Linked DNA regions of Mus musculus: region 2 is linked to region 1. Evidence: chromatin contacts called from public promoter capture Hi-C data. All regions are on one chromosome and are shown on one strand. The core of a region is the stretch at or near the end of the contact, and the rest is flanking DNA. Distances in the headings are between cores, read along the strand shown. Region 1 holds the start of Myrip (myosin VIIA and Rab interacting protein). Region 2 holds the start of Vipr1 (vasoactive intestinal peptide receptor 1).

Region 1 (5,431 bases), core at 956-3,455:
GGAGAGGTAGCCGAGAGCTCTGCATCTGGATCCACAGGCAACGGGAAAAGAGAGTGACACTGGGCCTGGCTTGGGCTTCAGAAACCTCAAAGCCCACCTCCAGGGACACACCTCCAACAAGGGCATACCTACTTCATGGTCACTGCTCCTAATAGTGCCACTCCCTATGAGCCTATGGGGGCCACTTTCATTCAAAACCTCACACTTCCACGTGCATGCCTTGGCATCTGAATGCCCATGAACACATACAATAAATATTTAAAAATCATTGCAGCCTTTACAGTGCGTACAGACTGGATTTGTTCAAGAAGTACATAGGTATTTTATTTTTATTTTATGAGTATTTTGCCTGTATATAGGTCTGCCTGCTATTTGCACGCCTTCTTCATGTGGTCAGAAGGCTTCGGATTCCCTGGAATTGGAGTTACAGATAGTTGTGATCTGACATGTGGGTGCTGGGACTCAAACTCTGGTCCTCTGAAAGAGCAGACCGTGCTATTAACTCATGAGCCATCTCTCCAGCCCAGGGCAGGGGGATTTTGTTGGGTGATGTAACATGCACTCTGGGAAACAGAAGACTGAACTCAGTCCTGGAATCTTGTAATTCCAGCCTAGGGGATGGTGCCGCCCACAGCTGACGGGTCTCCCCATAATCAAGATAATCCTGCGGTGGAATGCCCAGAGGACCACCTCGTAGGTGGTTCTAGTTTGTCTCAAGTTGACAGTTGCAATTGATCATCACAATCATAACACATAGCTTTCCCCCAGAGAGAGCACACTTTGGTTGTGCTCAGTGGCAGGAGCTGAGACACTGGCAGACAAAGGTAGGAGGGAGTCTTGTGAACGGTTGAATGTTGGACTGTGTGGATACTAACCGGGCCTACATAAACAGATTTAGAACGGAAAATAAGTAAAATGTACACAAAATAAGCTTTCTTTCATTTTAGCAGTTTAAAAATCCCTCAAGGGAGGAAACCGTTTCTTTAGAGAAACCAATTTAATGCCTTACACGTTCTTAATTTTCCTCCCTCGTTGCTCCGCAAAGGCGCTTCCCCCCCCCCCCATCTACCTTGCATGCATTTACATAGGACACGACCTCAGCTCATTGACCTATGAGATTTAGAACTGAGATTTAGATTTTGAAATCACCGCCGTAGCGCTATAGAAGCTTTATTCTGACGGAGTCGCTGCTGCCAGGCAGTTGACACTGACAGGTGTTCCCCAGTCGACGCTGCTGAGGCTTAAGTAGTTGGTCTCAATATCCGGGGCCCTGGGCTTGCTGGATGAGCAAGTGCGGCCCTAGATTGCAGGACAATCTCAACTCCTTGTCATCCTTTGGGGACCATGGACTGCAAGCACGCGCCCCAGAGCACTCCTCACTGGCAGTATTCCAGGACTCACTATCCCAGAGGTGCAGCGGTTATGGGGGCGCACACAGGATTAGAACCCCCTGAGCCAAGTGCGAGGTAGTCAGTGTGTGTTGAATGAGCGAGCGTGGCTAGCTCAGTAAATTCCCTGGAGAAGAACGTAATCCAGACCGGAATCACAACGGTGCCTTAAAAATACCTTGGGGTGGGGGGCAGTGAAGTGAAAGATGTTGATGCAGGCGGGCCACGAGTCTTTGGTGAGGCTGGAGCCAGCAGGTCGCGCTGTTCCTAGGACTAAGAAGGCCCAGGTTGCGGTGACCCATCCTTCAAGCGGGCGGGTCTCCAAGGATGCAGAGCCTGACTTCAATACTAGGGATGACCTGAAGCTAGGGCTGGTTGAGTAGGGGTGCTCACGATCGCGACCCCCGCACCGCACTGCGCCGCAGCCCGCAACGACCCGGGTGCGCGCAGCCCCAGCCCCGCCTCTTCCCTATGCGCCCCGCCCCTCCCGGCGCGTGCCACCCGCGCACCCGGGGAGCTCGCGAGGAACCCGCGGGGTAGGCGGCCGGTGTCCCGGCGCAGGCGCGCTGGTGTCGCCGCCGCTCCCGCCAGCCGCCCCGCACGCGCCCCCGCCCCGCCTCCGCACGCGCCGCCGCCCCGGGCGCCTGTGATTGGCGGTCAGCGGGGCCCGCAGGTGGCGGCGGCCGCAGTGGCTTGGGCTGGCGCTGGCTGGGAGCCTGGAGCGGGCGCCTCCCTCGCGCCGCGCGCCCTCGTCCTGCCCGCGCTGCCCGGCTCCCGCTGTGACTGCGGCCCCAGCTCGGGCGCACCGGCGATCTGCAGCCTCGGGATCGCGCGCTGGACGCAGGCTGCGGCAGGTGACCCGGGGCCATCCGAGGCGCGGTGGCTGTGAGCCTGGCCGCCATCCATGAGCTCCGCCGCGGACCCACTCCAGGCCGGCCACCCCGGGTGAGTCCTCCAGCTCTCCCCTCCGCGCCCGCAGCTCGATGCCATGCTTCCCTGCCACGTTGCCGCAACTTTTGGGGTGGGTGTCTGAAGATGTCGCGCGCGCGGTCCCCCGCACCTGGTGCGCGTCTGGGGCCAGGGCTGCGGGACATGGCCAGCCTGCCTGTGCGGAGGGGACGGTGGGGTCTTGGACTTAGCCTCGACAGAGTCAGATCCGCCTCTTTCCGTGGCTACGGGGGCGGGAGCTGACCCCTGCGTTTCCCCGATGGCCACGTAGCGCTCGGGATGCGGTGCGCCGCGCACCTTGCTAAGGGATCCGCGCACCGGCGGGCGCCTCAAACCACCCGGTGCGCACCCGGCAGCTGGCCAGCATGGACCACGTGACTCTTTTAGACTCTTAATGTTTGTAAAATGGGGCTAATTAGGTACTCGCCGAAGGTCATGGCCAGGGCACAGCGTTAACCCCCAAGGCAGACTGCGTCTGGGCTCAGCCCCGGGTTGCCTGAGGAGGAGAGGTGCGCTGGTGAGGCAGGCACTGGGCGAGGTGTTCCTTCGTCCTGCTCTCTTTCTCGGTTCCTCCTATCTTCAAAGACAGGAGACTTGTTGAGGTTTCGAGCTCATCCGCAGGGTCTCAATAGCGGTTTCGGGGGGTGGGGGGGTGGTTAACGTCTGGCTGTCTTCCGTGTGAGCGTGCTGTGGAGCATTTGTGTGGTGGGAACGCTCACAGTTGCCGCATCCGAGGTTCCATCCTCTTCTAGTCACTCAATTGACTGATGTTTCTGCAGAGTGTGGAGTCGAGGACTCTGCTAAGCGCCAGGGCTTACATAGACTGTGTTTGGCTTCTGGTCTCCCAAATAAACCTTGTCCTCAGGACGTGTGTCCCAGCCACTCTTCCAAGACACACCAAAGGGAGGGAGCTGACACACCGAAAAGCAGCTTTCTCTGAAGATCTCTCCCATCCGCTAAAATTCCTTGAAAATGGACTACATTTCTATCCGCCCCACCCCTTACCTATAATATACATTTTGTTTATTATCTTGAGACTTTCCCAGGGACGGGAGAGAGATTGTTCCTCCTGCCCTGCCATTTCCCTGTTCCCACATGTCCTTCTCACCCTCTGACCTCCAGCTGCAGTTTTGATACTCAGTGATGACACTGTTACACATAGTCCTGGGATAATTGACAGGCGTTTTTTTTTTTATTTCTTTCTTTCTTTCTCTCCCCCCCACCTCCCCGCTCCTGGGGCTCCCGGGGTACGGTGTGAAAAAGCGCTGGGGTTGTGGTACCAGGTAGAGGGAAGATGTTGTAAGGGATCTTTCGGGAGGAGTGGTATGGAAATGAGGTGATTTCAAGGATTTGACAGCAACATCAGGACCCTGTTTGCAGATCTAAATATCTTTTTCTAGAGATATTTAGTTTTGGTAAAGCTTTGAAGACTGCTTTCCATCTTCAGATTGGAATCCAGTGGGTAGCTGTTTTCCTGATCTTCCCCCCACCTATGGAGGGGGTGCCTCTGAACTAGAAGTTGTGTCTCTTTAGCTGGGGACTCTCTGGAGGTCTAAGGAGAAATTGCCTCCCCTCCTCCTCCCCCCTCGTGGTGTATGGTTGTTTCTGGGCATGTGTGTGTATATATAGTCAAGCATGTATGTCTCTCTGAAGATGATGTCTGTGGCAGGAGTCTTTTGAGATCTGGATTTTATCTTTCTGTGTGGGAGAGGGAAGGATGGAATTCACTCGAGTTTGGGAAAATGTCCTGCTAGCCACATCTGGTGTTAAACTAGCAGTCTTGTAGATCATGTCCGGGGTGGGGTGGGGTGGTGGTGAGGTGGTGGTGAGGTGGTGGTGAGGTGGGGGAGTGGGGTAAGAAAACATGACAGTGAGTTGGTATTCAGGGAAAGCAGAACTCAAGGTCTTCAGCCCTTGGTCAATTTGTCTTAACATGTTATTAAAGTATAATTACAAAAAGTTTTATAGCTCAAAAGTGTATATTTAGGGCTGGACAGACAGCTCAGCAGTTAAGATCACTGGCTGCTCTTGCAGAGGACCTGGGTTCGATTCTCAGCACCTGTGTGTTGGCAAATAACCATCTGTAACTCCAGTTCCAGGGAATCTGACATCCTATTTTGACCTCTGCAGGCACAGAACACACATGGCACACATATATACACCCAGGCATGTATACACAGATAAAACAAAATAAAGTGAGTAAATATTTAGAGTGTATATTTGATGGATTTTAATAGACAAGCCACACCTGTGTATCTGGTGTCCAGACTAAGAACAAAAAGCTTCGTAGTTTCCCTGTAACTCATGAAAGGCAGCAGCCCCAGAGGCAGCTATCACCTTGTTTAGTTTGGCCAGGCAACATTCACTTCATCTTTATCCCATCATTTGCCTATCAAGCTGAAATAAGAGCTTCCTAGTTCTATGTCCTTTAAGACAGTGTCTTACCTATAGCTCAGGGTTCATGGGATTCTCTACATAGTCCAGGCTGAACTCAAACCTGTGGTGTTCCCCTGCCTCAGACTCTGGAGTACTGGTATTAATGGTGTGAGCCATCTCTGGCTTAATTTTTTTTTAAACCTTCCTTTTTATCGAGCTCAAACCAAGAGTCCTTTATCTACGGCAGACAACTAGTAGAAAAAGTCTCATCTTAGGCTCTGGGTTGGCTGTCCCCCATCCACGAATGATCAGTGTTCTTTGATTGGGGTGATGGGAGACCCCGGGTATAGCAGTGGGGTTCAGTTTACTCCCTGTATCTCTCTCTCATCTTAAGTGGTGTGATATAAATGAAAAATATGAATGGCTTTATTTCTAATTCCTCAAAGTCAAAAGTTGGATGGAATCATAACATTTCAACTCATCTACGACCTGTTGGGGCTGTTGCCTCATAGTGGCCACATGTTAGCTGGAGAACCCAGACACCCACCATCACGACAGGGATAAAATCCAACAGCCCAGGATCTCCAGAAACAAATAATGTTCATAAATAATGTTTTCTGCTCTCTGATCGGAAGGCCCCTTTTGGTCCCTACTACTAAGTCCATGGATAGACTCCATCTGGGGTTTGGGAGCTGTTTTGTGATCTGGGCCAATGCTGC
Region 2 (5,431 bases), core at 988-3,487, 1.3 Mb after region 1:
CAACAGTAGCCTCCTCCTCAGATTCCACAAGGCTCCCCCAGGAGTAGGTGCATGGTTGACCTCCCAGTGTCTCAGAACAGAGACTTTAAGAGGCAGCAGGAAATAAGCTGGGTTGCATTTTTAAGGTTGTTTTTGCTGTTTTCCTGCTCCTTTTGTTTTTTGAGCGTGTCTTGTGTCCTTTGATGGTAAAGAAGGATGGGTCCCCAGGGAACAACCAGAAAGAACTGAGAGTAGCTTTCACAGAGAATTGGAAGAGAAAGCTATTCTCCCCAAGACATCTTCCTCTCCTGGGGGTCAGGCCGGGAAGACACCAGGGGATCCTGCCGATGTTCTCAGCTGTAGCCTAGCACCAGCCTTCCAACCTCCAGCCCAAGAAGGATCAGCGTGGACAGGGCAGCCATCACCACTGGTGGCCTCTACCTCCCATCTATTCACCTGCCTGGTGAAGGTCACATAGCAAAATGGAGTCTGGCTTCCCACTTCCTTCCCGGTACCCAAAACCCTCCATCCACCCCCACCCCCATGCCCAGATCTCTGTCCACAGAGAACACGGAAATGCTAACAGGACCATGAGGTGAAGCACCGTAGCATTTTGCTCAGGCTGGTCTGAAATCCACAGGAATCCTCCTCCCGAAGCATACAGAGCAGTGGGATCACAGGCACGTGCCACCCCGCCCCATATCAGCATTCTGCAGCTGCCTAGGTGACATATGGGGGTGGGCAGGGTTGAGAGCCAAAGCTCACATCTGGGACTTGAGCATACCACCTCAAGAGCTGGTAAGACCTCACTGCCCGGTTAAGAGGCCTAAGGCCTAAGAGGAGTGTGCCCATGGTCACAAGCGAGGCAAACCCCTATTCCTGCTCACAGTGACTCCCGAAATCCTAGCCCTGAAGCACTGAATGGCAACTACTAAACAGCTCCCTCTTCTGACACCCCATAACTGGAGAAAGGCCTGTGACAACTAGCCCATTCTCTATCCGGAAGCAGAAATTGCAGGGAGTGCCTCTTACCTCCTATGCCCTGGTGCGTAGTAGAGGCCTGGCTCAGGCTCAGGCTCAGGCTCAGGGGGAGAGAGAACAAGGGAAGTGCGGTAGACTAGGAAGGAGAGGAAGGAGGAAGGCCAGGGGTTTGCTTCCAGACTTTTCTGTAACCGACCTCAAGGCCACGCCCACAGCGTTAGTTTCCCACGTTGCAGGTTGGGAAGGCTGGAGAATCCTCGGGAAATTCCCGCGCTCCTGCTGGCCAGAAAGCGCCCGGAGAGCGACTTCCTTCAAATGGATCGCACACCCTACTTCGCGCAGGGACACGCGGCCCTCTGCAACTCCGCCCCTCCTCCCACCTTCTATCCCACCGCGCCATCAGCCCCCCACATCACCTTCTCACCATGATCACTCGAGCTCTTGGAAAGTCATCTGCACGGGTTCCCTAAGACGTAGCGCGAAGGGCTCTGAGTCGGTAACCCCGCGCCCCACGCTAGCACCGAATAATCCGAGCCCTAAAGACAAGCTTCGGAGGGAGAGCAGCCTCAGATCACCCGCTACCGGCCCGCCCGATCTTGGAGACACAGCGCGGGACACTGGCACCCTGATCCTAGTCCCTGGGGACTCCGGGAAGACCGGTCTGTGGGCAGCCTGGGCCCAAGAAAGGGTACAGGCTTTGGTCCCCGCGCGGGGGCGCTGGAACATTGACTTCTCGTCCCTCACGAGCTGCGCCGGCCAAGTCGTGTCCAGCTCTGAGTGCACCCTGCCCTGGGCGGCCAAGAGGAACCCCCAGTTGGGACTCCCCGACCCCGGCTGCGCCCCCTCGGCTTCTCCCTTGTCGCAGATGGTTCCAACAGCGTGATCCGCTGGACCCCATCGGAGGCCAGCCTTCAGCCCTGGAAAGCTGTGGCCCTTCTAGTCCAAGAATTTGGGCTGCAAGCCGACGTGGAAACCGGGGAGCCGGCAGCTAAACTCCCTGGAGCCGAAGACTGGAGGAGCTCACTGCCAGGGGCCGAGGGCGCAGCCGGGGTTGAGAGAGAAAGGTGCGGGCGCGGGGAACACTGGGCGGTGTTGAGCCCAGCGTCCCCGCATCGGAGAGCCGAGAGGATGCTCGCTAGCTAGCAGCTCCCGACGACGCGCACCTCTAGCGGGACTCTGTGCTCACGCCCCCGGGGGCCCCGGCTCCGCCCCCTACCTGCGCCGAGGTACCGCCTCCGCCGTGCCATTGGCTAACCCCGCCGCCCGTCAGACGAGCCCCCGCCGCCCTCCCCTAGCCTGGAGCTGTGCCTCATAGCGCCCGGGCCGCTGGCCCGCGCCACTCTCCCGCGCTGCGTTAGCCACAGACCCCGTAGGCGCTCTCGGCTGCCTGCCGCGGGCTCAGGGCGGACCATGCGCCCTCCGAGCCTACCGCCTGCCCGCTGGCTCTGCGTGCTGGCAGGAGCCCTCGCCTGCGCCCTCGGACCCGCGGTGAGTGTGTGCCCCTCCACCCAGATCCCACGGATGGGGGAACTGCGGGGGCAGCGTATCCGGGACCATCTGGCCATCGGGGGGCAGCAGGAGCGCGGTTCTCGTCTTCTCTCTTCTGTAGCCCAGAGGCGTGGGAGCTCGGTAGCGGCGGGTCCCTCTTAGCTCATCTTAGAGCGCTCACCGCGAAGTGATCCCAATCAGCGATGAAGAGGTTGGGGGCGAGAGGGAGCCCCAGACTTGCCTTGCGATGAGTGCCTGTGGGGGTACGTGGGGAGGAGAACTGTGGGTGGCACGATCGAGTGAGATGGGAGATCCTGTAGACTGTCGGGTGGGAAGGAGGCTGTGTCTGGAAGCCTCTCTGGGTATTTTGAGAACTTGTGCGATGAAGACAGCACAGCATCAGACCTTAGTGCCTGTACCCTGGGGAGGGGTCCTTGGGATCTGGTGAGAATTTCATTCTGTGCTCTTTATCCTCTAACTATAGGCTGATGGTGGGCAGGTAAAAGCATGTATTGGGAAAAGCAGGGGGGCTTGCTCTACCTTAGACCTCGGCTTCCTCCCACACAGACATGTGTGTGGGTGTGCTCCTGTGGCTGTGACAGACTCACCAGGGTCATGGGGCAGACACCTGGTCACCTCCTCTGAGACTAAGAAAGACCTCAAGACTCAGAGACCCCCTAAACCCATTTTACAGAAGGGCAAAATGAGGCCACAGGAGCCACACCTGTCCCTGCCAGCCACACTTGGACAGAGGTGATCTTCCCTTCCCTTGCTCTAGGTCTGTGGAGCTGTTGCTTCAAGATTGTCTTTTCCTTAGTGGATTCTGGTCTGGAACAAGTGGGCTGCCTGGAGGAAGTGGGGAATCTTGGTCGGTCACCTTAGTGCAGTCTATCCCGTGGTCCCTCCCTAATCACAACCTTTCCCAGGGCAGGGATCAGGACATGAATCTGTTTCCTCCTAGCTGGTGTCTGGCACACCCTGCTCTGGAAAATCTCACCACCCCCCCAACCCCTTCCGGAGAAGGTGCTGCTCTCTGAGAATTGGACAGTGTTGCCCCCTTCCTCCTGTTTACAGCCCCTCCCCACACTCCAAGCTTCATCAGACTCTGGCCCTCAGTGTCACAGACCACACTAGCAGCCCTCCAACTTCCCCAACTCTGTGTCCTGGCTACTCCATTTTGGATAAGCCAGGGGTTTTTGGACCACTGGAGGCCTCTGGCCCCAGGTACCATCCATCTAGAAACAGATTGAGCCCAGTCCCTCCAATTCCATCTTCCTACTTCTTATTTGGAGGTGCCAACTCTAGCTCCTCCTCCAGGGAGCCTTCCCTGGTTGCCTCTGATCTTTCCACTCCAACCCCATCTTCAGTTCCACTAGCCTCCCAGCCTCGGCTGCCCTCTTGGTCCACAAAATGAGGGGAAGGGACTTAGCCTGGACTGGAGGGGGACCCCAGCCCCTGCTCTCCTCTCCCTGGAATGGAGGGGGACCCCAGCCCCTGCTCTTCTCTCCCTGGACTGGAGGGGGATCCCAGCCCCTGCTCTTCTCTCCCTGGACTGGAGGGGACCCCAGCCCCTGCTCTTCTCTCTCTGGACTGGAGGGGACCCCAGCCCCTGCTCTCCTCTCTCTGGACTGGAGGGGGACCCCAGCCCCTGCTCTCCTCTCCCTGGACTGGAGGGGGACCCCAGCCCCTGCTCTCCTCTCCCTGGACTGGAGGGAGACCCCAGCCCCTGCTCTCCTCTCCCTGGACTGGAGGGGGACCCCAGCCCCTGCTCTTCTCTCTCTGGACTGGAGGGGGACCCCAACCCCTGCTCTCCTCTCCCTGGACTGGAGGGGGACCCCAGCCCCTGCTCTTCTCTCCCTGGACTGGAGGGGACCCCAGCCCCTGCTCTTCTCTCTCTGGACTGGAGGGGGACCCCAGCCCCTGCTCTCCTCTCCCTGTCCTCAGTTGCTCCCTCCTGGAACGGACACCCAGTGTTCCTGCTGCAGCCGGACTTGGGGGGGTCATGTTATCAGAGTCATAAAATGGCAGCTGCAGAGTTCACAGTGAAGGCACCGAGCCTTATCACTCTGTTTATGGGGCCCTGCCTTGGCCTAGGAAGGGAAATCTTTGAACAGAGAAGCCAAAAAAAAAAAAAAAAAAAAAAAAAGGAAAGAAAACTTGCAGTGTCCCAGAGGAGGAAGTGAAGTGTATCCCAAGGCCTTCCATAGCTCCTCCCCCTGGGCAGCAGACAGGTGCCAGTGCCAGTGCCAGGCTGGTGGGGACACTCAGACTACAGACAGTCTGAGGCCCTACCTTGCAAGAGTCATGTCACAACCAGAACCTCAGAATCGACATGGGTCACAAACTCCTAGAACTGAGGGTCAGGCCTGCTGTGACAGACACACAGGGAAACCCAGAGGAAGAAGCAGGACGATGTCTCCAGTTTGGCTCCACTGGCCAACCTTCAACTGCAAACTATGAAAGCGGCTCTTGCTAGCCTGGCGTCTATCAGAACCTGGATGGCTGGAATAGAAGGCAAGGCTGGCCCCTCTGAGTGTTCCCCAGGCTGGTGGAGGCTACACCTCATCAGAGGAGTCCTTTCTGGACATTACTATCAGCCTTTCCAGGGTCTGCTCACTACTGCCCAGTCTTCTGGCCTCAGCCGACCATACTGTGACCTTTAGGAAACATGGTGGCTACTGAGCCAGAATACCTTCTGGTACAGAGAGATGACCTCAGTTATGTCTGCCCAGGACTCCCGGAGCACTCTGAGAGACCGAACTCGCTCTAGATTTGTTGCCTCCCCATCCTGGAGCCTGGAGATCTAGCCTCCTCTGAGGCTACTGTAGCTTTCGTGGGAGTCACAGCTTGGGACAACAGCCTTGGACACTGCCCCTCCCCACAGCCATGGCTAGTTGGCTTAGGAAAGAAACATCTTTAATATCCATAGAAGGACCCGGTTTCCTCATCTTTGGAGGGACACTCGAACTCTCGGCCCAGTGTG

Evidence for each region. Promoter capture Hi-C pulls out the DNA fragments that hold promoters and counts their contacts.
Region 2: a contact with region 1 is called in a promoter capture Hi-C map of stem cell-derived epiblast-like cells, with 4 times the contacts expected there. The contact joins the promoter of Vipr1 here to the promoter of Myrip in region 1. A contact is called at or near these places in 5 of 39 promoter capture datasets (embryonic stem cells, hematopoietic stem and progenitor cells, liver and 1 more) and 1 of 484 Hi-C or Micro-C datasets (embryonic stem cells).

The regions. Positions count from the first base shown.
Region 1 is chr9:120,301,868-120,307,298 of GRCm38.p6, forward strand. It overlaps Myrip (myosin VIIA and Rab interacting protein), which reads left to right and starts at 2,206. Exons shown (of 17, transcript NM_144557.5): 1 at 2,206-2,333.
Region 2 is chr9:121,640,479-121,645,909 of GRCm38.p6, forward strand. It overlaps Vipr1 (vasoactive intestinal peptide receptor 1), which reads left to right and starts at 2,238. Exons shown (of 13, transcript NM_011703.4): 1 at 2,238-2,448. The coding sequence starts at 2,371. It also overlaps a transcript of Lyzl4 not described here.